Regions from separate parts of the Zea mays genome. Here region 1 is linked to region 2. Evidence: chromatin contacts called from public Hi-C data. All regions are on one chromosome and are shown on one strand. The core of a region is the stretch at or near the end of the contact, and the rest is flanking DNA. Distances in the headings are between cores, read along the strand shown.

Evidence for each region. Hi-C and Micro-C count contacts between places; a contact is called where the count stands out from the background.
Region 1: a contact with region 2 is called in a Hi-C map of leaf, with 3 times the contacts expected there. The contact joins the enhancer-like site here to the promoter of LOC103643608 in region 2. A contact is called at or near these places in 4 of 25 Hi-C or Micro-C datasets (ear, leaf and an unstated tissue).

What each region holds. Positions count from the first base shown.
Region 1 is chr1:251,221,172-251,226,106 of Zm-B73-REFERENCE-NAM-5.0, forward strand. No RefSeq gene overlaps it. Among protein-coding and RNA genes, the nearest start is that of LOC103643612, 14 kb to the right of the region's middle. Within about 2 kb of position 3,625, at least 8 of the 20 cell types and tissues checked have an H3K27ac peak or open chromatin away from gene starts, as enhancers often do. A contact at or near this core is called in leaf, where this site is marked.
Region 2 is chr1:251,126,442-251,131,567 of Zm-B73-REFERENCE-NAM-5.0, forward strand. It overlaps LOC103643608 (protein DETOXIFICATION 40), which reads right to left and starts at 2,546. Exons shown (of 7, transcript XM_008666772.4): 1 at 2,078-2,546. The coding sequence starts at 2,338.

The sequences.
Region 1 (4,935 bases), core at 2,375-4,874, 96 kb after region 2:
AATCATATTTTAAAGCAGTAAATTAATTCAAATGAAATGTAATGAAACTTTGTAATTGACAATTTTTTTATTTGAAATCATCTTATCATTGAAAAATTCATGTGAAGTTTTCAAATTTGAAATTCAAATTTTGTAAATGGCCTCGGATGTAGAAACTATCAAAATAGAACTTGTAGATCTCGAAAAGTTATGCAACTTTATAGTTGGTCACATTTTCAAATGAATTCATTTAGTACCTTAAATAATCAAATTACTCCCGGTTTGTTATAATACATGAGAAATGAAAACGTAATATAGACATAATTGATGTAGTAGTGTAGTGGTAGAGAAGAGTATGCACGAAAGAGAGGTTGCGAGTTCGAATCTACCATTCATAAAACATGTAGGTTTGATTCAAGATAATAGTGGAAAATGATAAGACGATGTGTATGGTAATAGGTAGTGGTCGGAAGTTGTCCCTATAATTTAAAAAAATGTTTTGCTGTTTTTTGGGTTTTTTCGATTTTTAATTTGCCGAGTGCTTTTCGACACTCGGCAATTTGCCGAGTGTCCGAAAAAAGTAATCGACAAAGAACCATTTGCCGATAAAAAATTTGCCACACTCGGCAAAGACACTCTGGTAGTGACTGTGGCACTAAAGTTTGATCTTTGGATCACTTGAGAGGGGTTGAGTGCAACCCTTGACTAAAGAAGGTCACCACAACGTGGAGTAGGCTTTGGCCGAACCATGGGAAAATCATCGTGTCTCTTGTCCACTTTACTTTATTGCAATTTCTATCTTCCTTAGTGTTTAAATTTCACTTACATATTGCTCCTAGTTTAATATACATCTCAAGGGAGCAATCAAGTGAAGATTCTTTTTTCTCCCCTTTTATCATCCAAACTTGGTTTTAGTTTACTCTAATGCCTTTTACAGACCAAGTTTATATTGTTTGAAGCATTTTTGCGCAGTTAGGGTAGAACCTGATTCACCCACCAGCACCGCGCACTCCTCGTCCTCATCACGTCATGACCACGTACCTAGCAGACTGATATGTGACCGCTTCCTCCCTGTACGTGTAGATATCTGGGAGGTGTTACATCTGGATCACTTAGGCGAACCATGTGAGGACGTAAAGGGCGTCATAGACTGAACGTCATCGCTCAACGCGTCAACTAAACCACCTCTACGCGTTTAGTGGTAATCCCGTGATCTATAACTACAACAGTTTCTGGCTTTATGGAGTCGAAAATTTTATTTTACGTTAGTATGTAGTGTGTAGCCTCCTCTTAATCCTACAGCATGGGTGTGGCCCCAACAAGAGTGCAATCCCCTCCACCACTCTCCTCCACTAGGAACATGATGACGGTGCACAGCTGGTTTGCGGGCACGACCCTAGCCCCCATAGTAAACGTGCAACTAGTGCTAGTGTGGCTCTAGCGGCGGCCCTGTCCTAGCATGGGCATGCGCCTACTAGTGGTGCCCTTGGCGCATGACCCTGCCCGAACGTGGTAGTGGCTTCGATTTCGGTGCAATTTCAACGACACATCCGCACTATCGCTGCAAGAGATAGAAAATAAAGTTGTGATTCTAAAAACATGATCTCTTGGTAGATGAGAAATAAAAAAGTTAAGTATATGTAAAATTAGATTGAACATGGTTTTTTAAAGAAACAATTATTCGACTAAATGGCTTCCGATTTCTACCGAGTTAAAAGTTTTTTTAGATTTCTACTGAGTTAAAAGAAACAATCGCTGGATGCACTTTTGTTCTCTTACACATATAAGGATAAGATAAAAGAATTCATTTCCCTCTGGCAAGGTATCAACAACACTCATGAACTCAATGATCTCGACAATACTATTTTATGGAGGTGGACGACAAATGGGAGTTATAGTTCAAGTAGTGCATACAAAATTCAGTTCACAACGAATTTTTGTAAAATCAAAATTTCTCCTATCTGGAAAGCGAGAATTGAGCCAAAATGTCGTTTTTCGCATGGACCATGTTGCATAACAGAATTCTGACTACGGACAACCTACAAAAGCGGGGATGGCCTTGCAGTCCAATTTGTTGTCTTTGCAACTTATCACAAGAAACTATGCCTCATTTAGGCAAAGACTGCCCGTTTTCTGTAGAGGTTTGGAACATGATCCTATCTTGGGCCAATCTGTCCTTTCTAAGTGGTGGCGTTTCTAACCTCGGGTCGTTGTATGATTGGTGGAAGAGATTAAGGAATCGTTGCTGCAAGGAGTCAAAGAAGATTTTCGATGGGCTCCTCATCTCTTTTTGGTGGAATATATGGTTGGAAAGAAATAATATAATCTTTCAGAGACTTCAAAGATCTGCTATCCAGGTTACGCAATTGGTGAAAGATCAAATTGGGAGTTTCAGTGTATGTTATATTGAGTTAGTGTATGTTTTTCTCCTTTTTTTGTTTTTTCTTTTGCTCCGTCTTCTGAAGACTGTTATCTATTTCTCTTCTAATATATTGAAGAGGCAAGTCTTTTGCCGCTTCCTTTCAAAAAAAAGTTTTTTTAGAAACCATAGCTGACATCACCTTTTTTAAAAAAAATCACCTCTCGGCCAAATATATACCTAAAAAGTGAATCATGGTTGGAAACTCTGGACCCGATGGAGTACACTTGAAGCGAGCCATGGCCCATGGTTGGAAACTCTAGACTACACTCTGCACTGTCGCCGCAATGATGTTGTGTTGCGAGGAACAGGACGCCGGTTCGGAGGGAGAAACCGAGCGAGCGGAGCCATCGGTCTGTCTCCAATAGCTTACTCATTTTATCTCTCATCACATCTTTTATTTCAAACTTAAATGGTATAATCTATGGTGGAAAGCAGGGTTTACACGATTATATACACCATGTGCTGAAGACAACCTCATGGATGAAGCACAAAAAAAGAGTCGCTCTACCTGTCAAGGTCCGCATTCAGCCATTCATGCTGCCTACTATGATCTTGTTACGTGGCTCGGATACTATCGCGATCATGTCTGCGCTTCTGACGCCTACCGGCAATCATACGTCATATATACATATGATGGGTTGCTTTGTAGGAGAATTTTTTTTGTTTGCTTACGTGGCGAGCCACGCGCTGCTTTTAAGATTTTTTTTATGAATTCAAGTGTTGTTGCCCGCTCTCGAACACTACCGGTGTCATCACTTTTTTATAACTAGCATATAGCCCGTACTAAAGCTATAATCTTGAATAGAAGAGGAGAGAGGTCGACGACGTGAACGTAGGAGAAGAGGAGAGAGGTCGACAGTGGCGACACGGGGATAGGGGAGGGGGACCCTAGGGCGGCGGGTTCACGGGAGAAGAAGAGGGAGGGATGATAGATGATGCAAATAATATTGTATATTGGATTTGAGTAGGTAAGAAAGAGAGGATTATTAAGCGATCTGAACCGTTGTTTTTTATAGTGTGTTAAGTTTAGGTGCAATTTATTTGGTGAATTTAGTGGAGGTTGTGTGTGTGAGGGTGATTTAATTGGGTGAGTTTTATAATGTTTAAACTGATAGATTATATAGTGTAGTTATATGTATAGATAGATATATATGAAGCTGCTCGCTCGCGCACACGGCGCCCGGCGTCTTCGAGTTGAAGCCAGCCGCGCGCGACGTCCCAATCCAATACTCCACAGTCCACATCAGGAGATGGCGATTCTTTGCCTGTTTGCCATTGTTTTCTCCTCCTCTCCTACTGATCGTACGCGAGACGATGGTGCCACATCGGTTTATTAGATGGAGAGCAGCATGATTGACGAGCAGATTTCCGTTGACGCATGCAGATGCAGGAGAGACATGTTTCGTTGTTTGCTGCGCACATAATTAATTTCTTCTGCTCATATAAAAAAGACGTGAACAAAAAAAAAAATCCACATTTCGCCTCTGTTATTCAACTTGGTAGCGGATGCCTTAAGTGTCCTATTAGATAAAGGGGTCCAAAAGGGCCACATTTCTGGTGTTTTAGGCGACCTTGTTCCTAGTGGCATTTCCCACATCCAATATGCAGATGATACGGTGATCACGATAGATGGGTCTGATAGGTCAATCTTAAACCTGAAATTAATCCTTTACTGTTTCGAATGGATGTCTGGATTAAAAATAAACTTCCACAAAAGCGAGGTCTTTGTCTTTGGGGGCAGTTCAACAAGAAAGGGAAAGGATGGCCAATATGCTTAATTGTTCTCTTGGAACTTGGCCGATGAAATACCTAGGCATTCCTATTTCGGATGGTCGTCTGAAACCATCTGCGTTTGACCATATTGTTGGAAAGATGGAAAAAAGGCTAGACCCATGGAAAGGTAAACACCTGTCTTCTGGGGGAAGACTCATTCTGACTAATTCTTGTTTAAGTAGTCTACCAATCTATACTATGGGGTTCTACCTCCTACCTAATAAGATTCACAAGAAAATGAGTTCGATTAGAGCTAACTTCTTTTGGCAAGGGGCCGAAGACTCAAGAAAATACCACATGGCGAAATGGGATAGTTTAACCAGACCAAAAGACCAAGGCGGTCTTGGAATCACAAATACTCTCATGATGAACGAATGCTTGATTGTGAAATGGATATGGAAATTATGCCAAGGATCAGATGAGATGGTACAAGCTGCTGCAAGCTAAATATGCACAGGAATAATTTCTTTCTCTCTAAGAACAAGGGAATTTCTCAATTTTGGCAAGGCCTTCATCAGGTCAAGCATTTGTTTCAATGGGGTGCGATGAACAAGATAAAAAATGGGGAAGGGACCCTGTTTTGGAAAGACATCTGGATGGGAAAGGTGCCTATTAAAATCAAGTATCCTAGATTTTTTGATATATGCAGGGACAAGGATGTGCCTGTGTCTGAATGCTGTGAGAGAGGAGAGTGGAATATAGATCTGGTGAGGCCTCTTAATGATTCTGATTGTTGCTTATGGGAAGAGCTTCATACTGAG
Region 2 (5,126 bases), core at 1,296-3,795:
TGACAAAGATAGCTCCCGTGGGCCCTGAGCGTAGGCTTTGTGCCGAGTGTCATTATGGCACTCGGCAAAGACGCTTTCTTTGTCGGGTGCCCAGCATACAGGCACTCGATAAAGGGAGTTCTAGTGGGGCCCCATGTCGGTTTCTGCGAGTGTGCTCGCTAGCGGCGGCGAAACCAGCCTTGGGGCAAGGCCCGGGCCACTGGCAGCCTGGGGCGCCGCACGTTGGGGCATGGTGGCGGCGGGGCACAACACGGCGGCAGCCACGCCCCGAGCCATGGCCCGAGTGGCCCAGGGTGTGTCTTCGCCACTGCTCGCTAACACTTGGCAAAGACGCTTTCTTTGTCGAGTGTTAGGCTAGCAGGTACTTGACAAAGATAGCTCCCGTGGGCCCTGAGCGTAGGATTTGTGCCGAGTGTCATTATGGCACTTGACAAAGACACTTTCTTTGTCGAGTGCCAAGCCAACAGGCACTCGATAAAGGGAGTTCTAGTGGGTCCCCATGTCGGTTTCTGCGAGTGTGCTCGCTAGCGGCGGCGAAACCAGCCTTGGGGCAAGCCCCGGGCCACAGGCAGCCTGGGCACCACACACTGGATGGGGCATGGTGGCGGTGGGGCACGACGGCGGGGCACAACAGGACAGCACGGCGACGGCCACACCCCGAGCCATGGGCCTGGTGGCCCGGGGTGTGTCTTCACCACTGATTGCTAGCACTCGGCAAAGATTCCTTCTTTGCCGAGTGTTAGGCTAGCAGGTACTTGGCAAAGATAGCTTCCGTGGGCCCTAAGCGTCGGCTTTGTGCCAAGTGTCATTATGGCACTCGGTAAAGACGCCTTTTTGTCGAGTGTCATTACCATAACACTCAACAAAGAAGTTTTATCTGTTCGTAGGTGTGCCTTCTTTGCCAAGTGCTATGGTCATTGCACTCGGTAAAGTGCCCAGAGAACCCCTTTTTATTTTGTTTTTGTTATTACACCAAACAAACAAAAGATATATATCATTGGCGTCACATATATATCACAGAATCATCACATGTATCACCAACACCACATATCTCACAAATAGCACCACACTAACAAGTTTCACAAATATAAATATCACCAACACCATGTATCTCACAAATCAACACCAAGTATTTGACAATGTTTCACGATGTTTCGTAAAAGTTGTCATTGTCATGTACGTTGTGTCTGTGTACAAATACAATAATCTATGTAGAAGGTTTATGATTTCATGTAAAGGTTGCACAAGTTTTGTACATGACAACTTTCATTAAACATTGTCAAATTTTTATCACAACAGCTACATATGATATTATGACATTTCGACAAGTTTCATGATTTTTTAACTTTGTGTTTTATACAACTTTAAAATAACTGGATTGCAAGTTTTTGGTCATATTTTGTGAACACTGTGTTTGAAAGTTGGAAAAAAGAAGAAAAAAAAGACAAATAAATTTTGTCGAGTGTCTTCCCTTTGACACTCGGCAAAGACAAGACTTTTGTCAAATGTCTTATATAGACACTCGACATAAGTAACGGCCGTCATAGAGTCGGCTTTTGACGACGTTTTGCAAAGTGTATTTTTGTTACCGAGTCTTTCGCGCTCGGCAAAAATGTATTTATACGTACTACGTTAGAAGTGCGTGTTTTAAATGCTTTAGCTATTTGGGACTTTACGTTGCAAATGTTTTTATATTTTGGAGCCAATATTTTAGCGTGGAACGACGTGGCGCGTATCCAGAGGCGTGGGGGACGTGGTTTCTGCTGGCGAGCTTAGGGGGCGCGTGAAACAGAGATCGGGCGGAGCGGTTCGGCACGAGGAGCGCGCACGAAGCTTTGTCCGGACGTCGGAGCGCCAGATTCTCTAACGTGGGTCTGCTGCCACAGTGGCTTGGTAAATGAAATGAAACAGTCTAATAATCGAGGAGCCCGGGGGAGAATCGGGAGGGACAACTACGCATCCACGACGGCGAAAGCAAAGCAAAGCAAGGCAAGCGAAAGTAGGAGAAATAAACCCAGCTGCAGCTACATGCTGCTGCAGCCAGAGACGATACAGTATGCGACTGTGGCGTACGTACCATTAGGCCGTAGGCGAACATCTGGACGCCGGCGTTGCCGAGCGACGCGGCGGCGAGCTCCAGGTTGCCGAGGTGGCCCGAGAAGATCTGCGTGGACATGGACATGAGGTAGTTGATCATGTACATCACCACCGCGGGCGCCGCCAGCCGCGTCAGCAGCCGCAGCTCGATGGCGGCCGCGGCCCACGGCGACGCCGCCGCCTCCGCCGTCAGGATGCTCTCCAGCCGCTCCGACGCGTCCGCCCCGTCGTCGCCCGCCATATATACGATGCCTGTGTTAGCTTGGGATGGAACGGAACCAATGCGCGGGGGTAGGGGTAGTAGCTAAATTATGCCTTGGGATTCCATTTCCAAGGCCGAGGGCTGCTAATTTATCGGCCTCGTGCTCGAGCCACTGCGCTGCGCCCCCCGCCGAAACGTTCTGCACCACAGCCTAGCTACTGCTGCAAATGGATTAGAAAATGACAAACACTCGCAATCTAGCGAATTCGGCTGGAAACAGTAAATGCACGCTTGGATGCACTCCCCTCCGTCGTCCCATAATACTACTCCCTCAACCCGGCCATAAGTACTACGTTTGTTGTACTTTCTTTGTCGTTCTGTAATAAATACATCTGCCAGCAGTCCCATAAATACATTGCTCTAAGCTAACAGCTCTAGCTAGATATAAAAACAACACAGCTCTAACTATCTCTCTCTCTTGGATTAGCATGTTTCGCCTTTACTTATCATTGCGCCATGATGACAAATTGTCCCGCGTGTCGTATCTTGCTTTATTCCTGTGACGTACACTTATACTTCGTAGAAAATACACCCGTGCGTTTTAGTTTGTACAAAACATATTCCGTGCGTAGGTGTTTACACCCCAAAAAAATATCAAATGTTCTTCAATAACAAGCGGGACCAGAATAGTACTACGGAATTTATTTTTGATTATAAGACATTTAGGTTTTTCTAGATATACATTATTTTTGTTATGGAGATTTACTAAAATTTAGGTGTCCTCAATTTTAGTTTGAGCAAAGTGCATCAACAGTCCATAAACAATTTCGGGTGTTATCTATGTCCATGTACTATTCATTCAAGGTCACATAAACCCCCATTAACGATGTAAAGTGTGTCATCTAGGTTTATAAACTTTTTCAAAGGTCACATGACCCCCTCCCCCTATTAGAGCTTGTTCGTTTCACCTTTAATCCATGTGGACTGGGTGGTATCGAGTCGGTTTAAATCCATAGCAAGTCAAAATCCATCTCAATCCATCCTAATACACTTCAATCCACATGAAATTGGAATAATCGAACAAGGCCTTAGGTGGAATGTCACGTTAGCGATTGATCTGACCCTTTACATATTCGACTTTATTTGACAGACTTTAAATAGTAAATGGCAAATATTTTTTTACAGGTATTAAATATAGTGTACTTATAAAAACTAACTAATATAGATAAAAACTAAAAGACGTGATCCAAACTAAACTTTTAGAGGAACACACACTCCCTCAGAATAAAAACACGCATGAGAGATAGAAAAAAAAAGAGTGAATTTTATTTAAACAAACAAAAATTAAATTTACTACAGCACCCAAACCAAAGTAGAATCCGAGGACGCAGCCAAGAGGATCCCGACGCCCTAGTCGCATGCGACGTTGCACATACGCCACGAACGCTTGTCGCCCGCGCAGCAAACAGCCACGGCCTGCAAAGTTGCAAAATGTACGCCTGGCCTCTCTCAAAAAAATGTCACCACATGATTGGCATCGAGCCACCAGCCAGGTAAAGTTAAATGTATATAAGCAGCGTTGCAGCGGAGCGGGCAGCCTGAAGTTTTTTTAGCCTGGTCAAAACACAAACTAAAGTAGGCTGAGTGTCTGCTATAGAAGTTCCAATTTAAATCTTTACAATATCACTAAATTTATATTGCACATTTACCGATGAGCCGATCGGCCGCCGGGGCGTGACAAGACGGTGAGTCTATGTCTACAGTCTACTACACTAGTATATAATACAGGTACCAGCAGACAGGACGGTCTATGGATACAGACGCGCAAAATGAGCTGCTGCGATACGAACGCTCAAAAGAAATGCCCCTTCCAGCCATGCACGTATGCGGACATACAAATCGAGATGAGAGAATCCGTGGATTTTAGAATACGACGACAGCTAGTGTCCCTTTTGGGTGTCTTCATCCTCGCTCTATTGGAAACGTGAGCCGTTGCATGCGACCTCTTATTTTCCACGTTCGCGGATCTATTGAAAATAGCCTTAAGTTGATTTTACTAAATTTTTGTTCTCCTTTTTTTTTTATAAAAAATTGACCACGCGTTAGATTGGAAAAAAATTGTGTTATATGAATCAAGTCCTAGACCACCATCCGAGTGGTATAGAGCATAGATCCGCCTCTAGCTACAACATGCACCATATCACCCTCTTTGGTGAAGGCGTACATATATAGCTAATGTAGTCGTAGAGGCACACTGCCGATGACGGCTATAATCGACGCCAATGCTAGAAACAACGTTAGAATTTGATGTGAATTTTAACATGGGTCTCGCATGGATATCTGGAGGGTTCGTGGTTTGAGTTATGTTAATTAGCAGATTTATTTTTGTATTGGAGTGCAGTTCGTCCGTCCTATATATACATCTCGTAAGTTTTGCGAGAAGACATACGATTTATCTCGTATAACTTGCGTTTTGTAGACTCCCCACATATAGTTAAGGTTATTGGTTGGCGCTCGTGATTTTTTCCCTAGGGTATTCTATGTAAGATTTCTATGTCTCGTGTTTGATTCGTATTTGCATTATTTGCTATGAAGTGGTAGAAGAACTAGACACAAGATTGAAAAAATCTAGCATTTTAATCAATCTGCAAGTTCGGCGTGTTGTTACGTGCGTTTGAATATATTGCTCAGTGTCTTAGATATGGAGTCGATTTCCATATCATCATCGATTGGCGGTGGTGTCGACTCATTTGCAAAGTTACTATCGAGAAGTAGAGTTGATTTCGGTCACCAAATTTTACTCTGTGGTGTTGAGGCCTATGTTGTT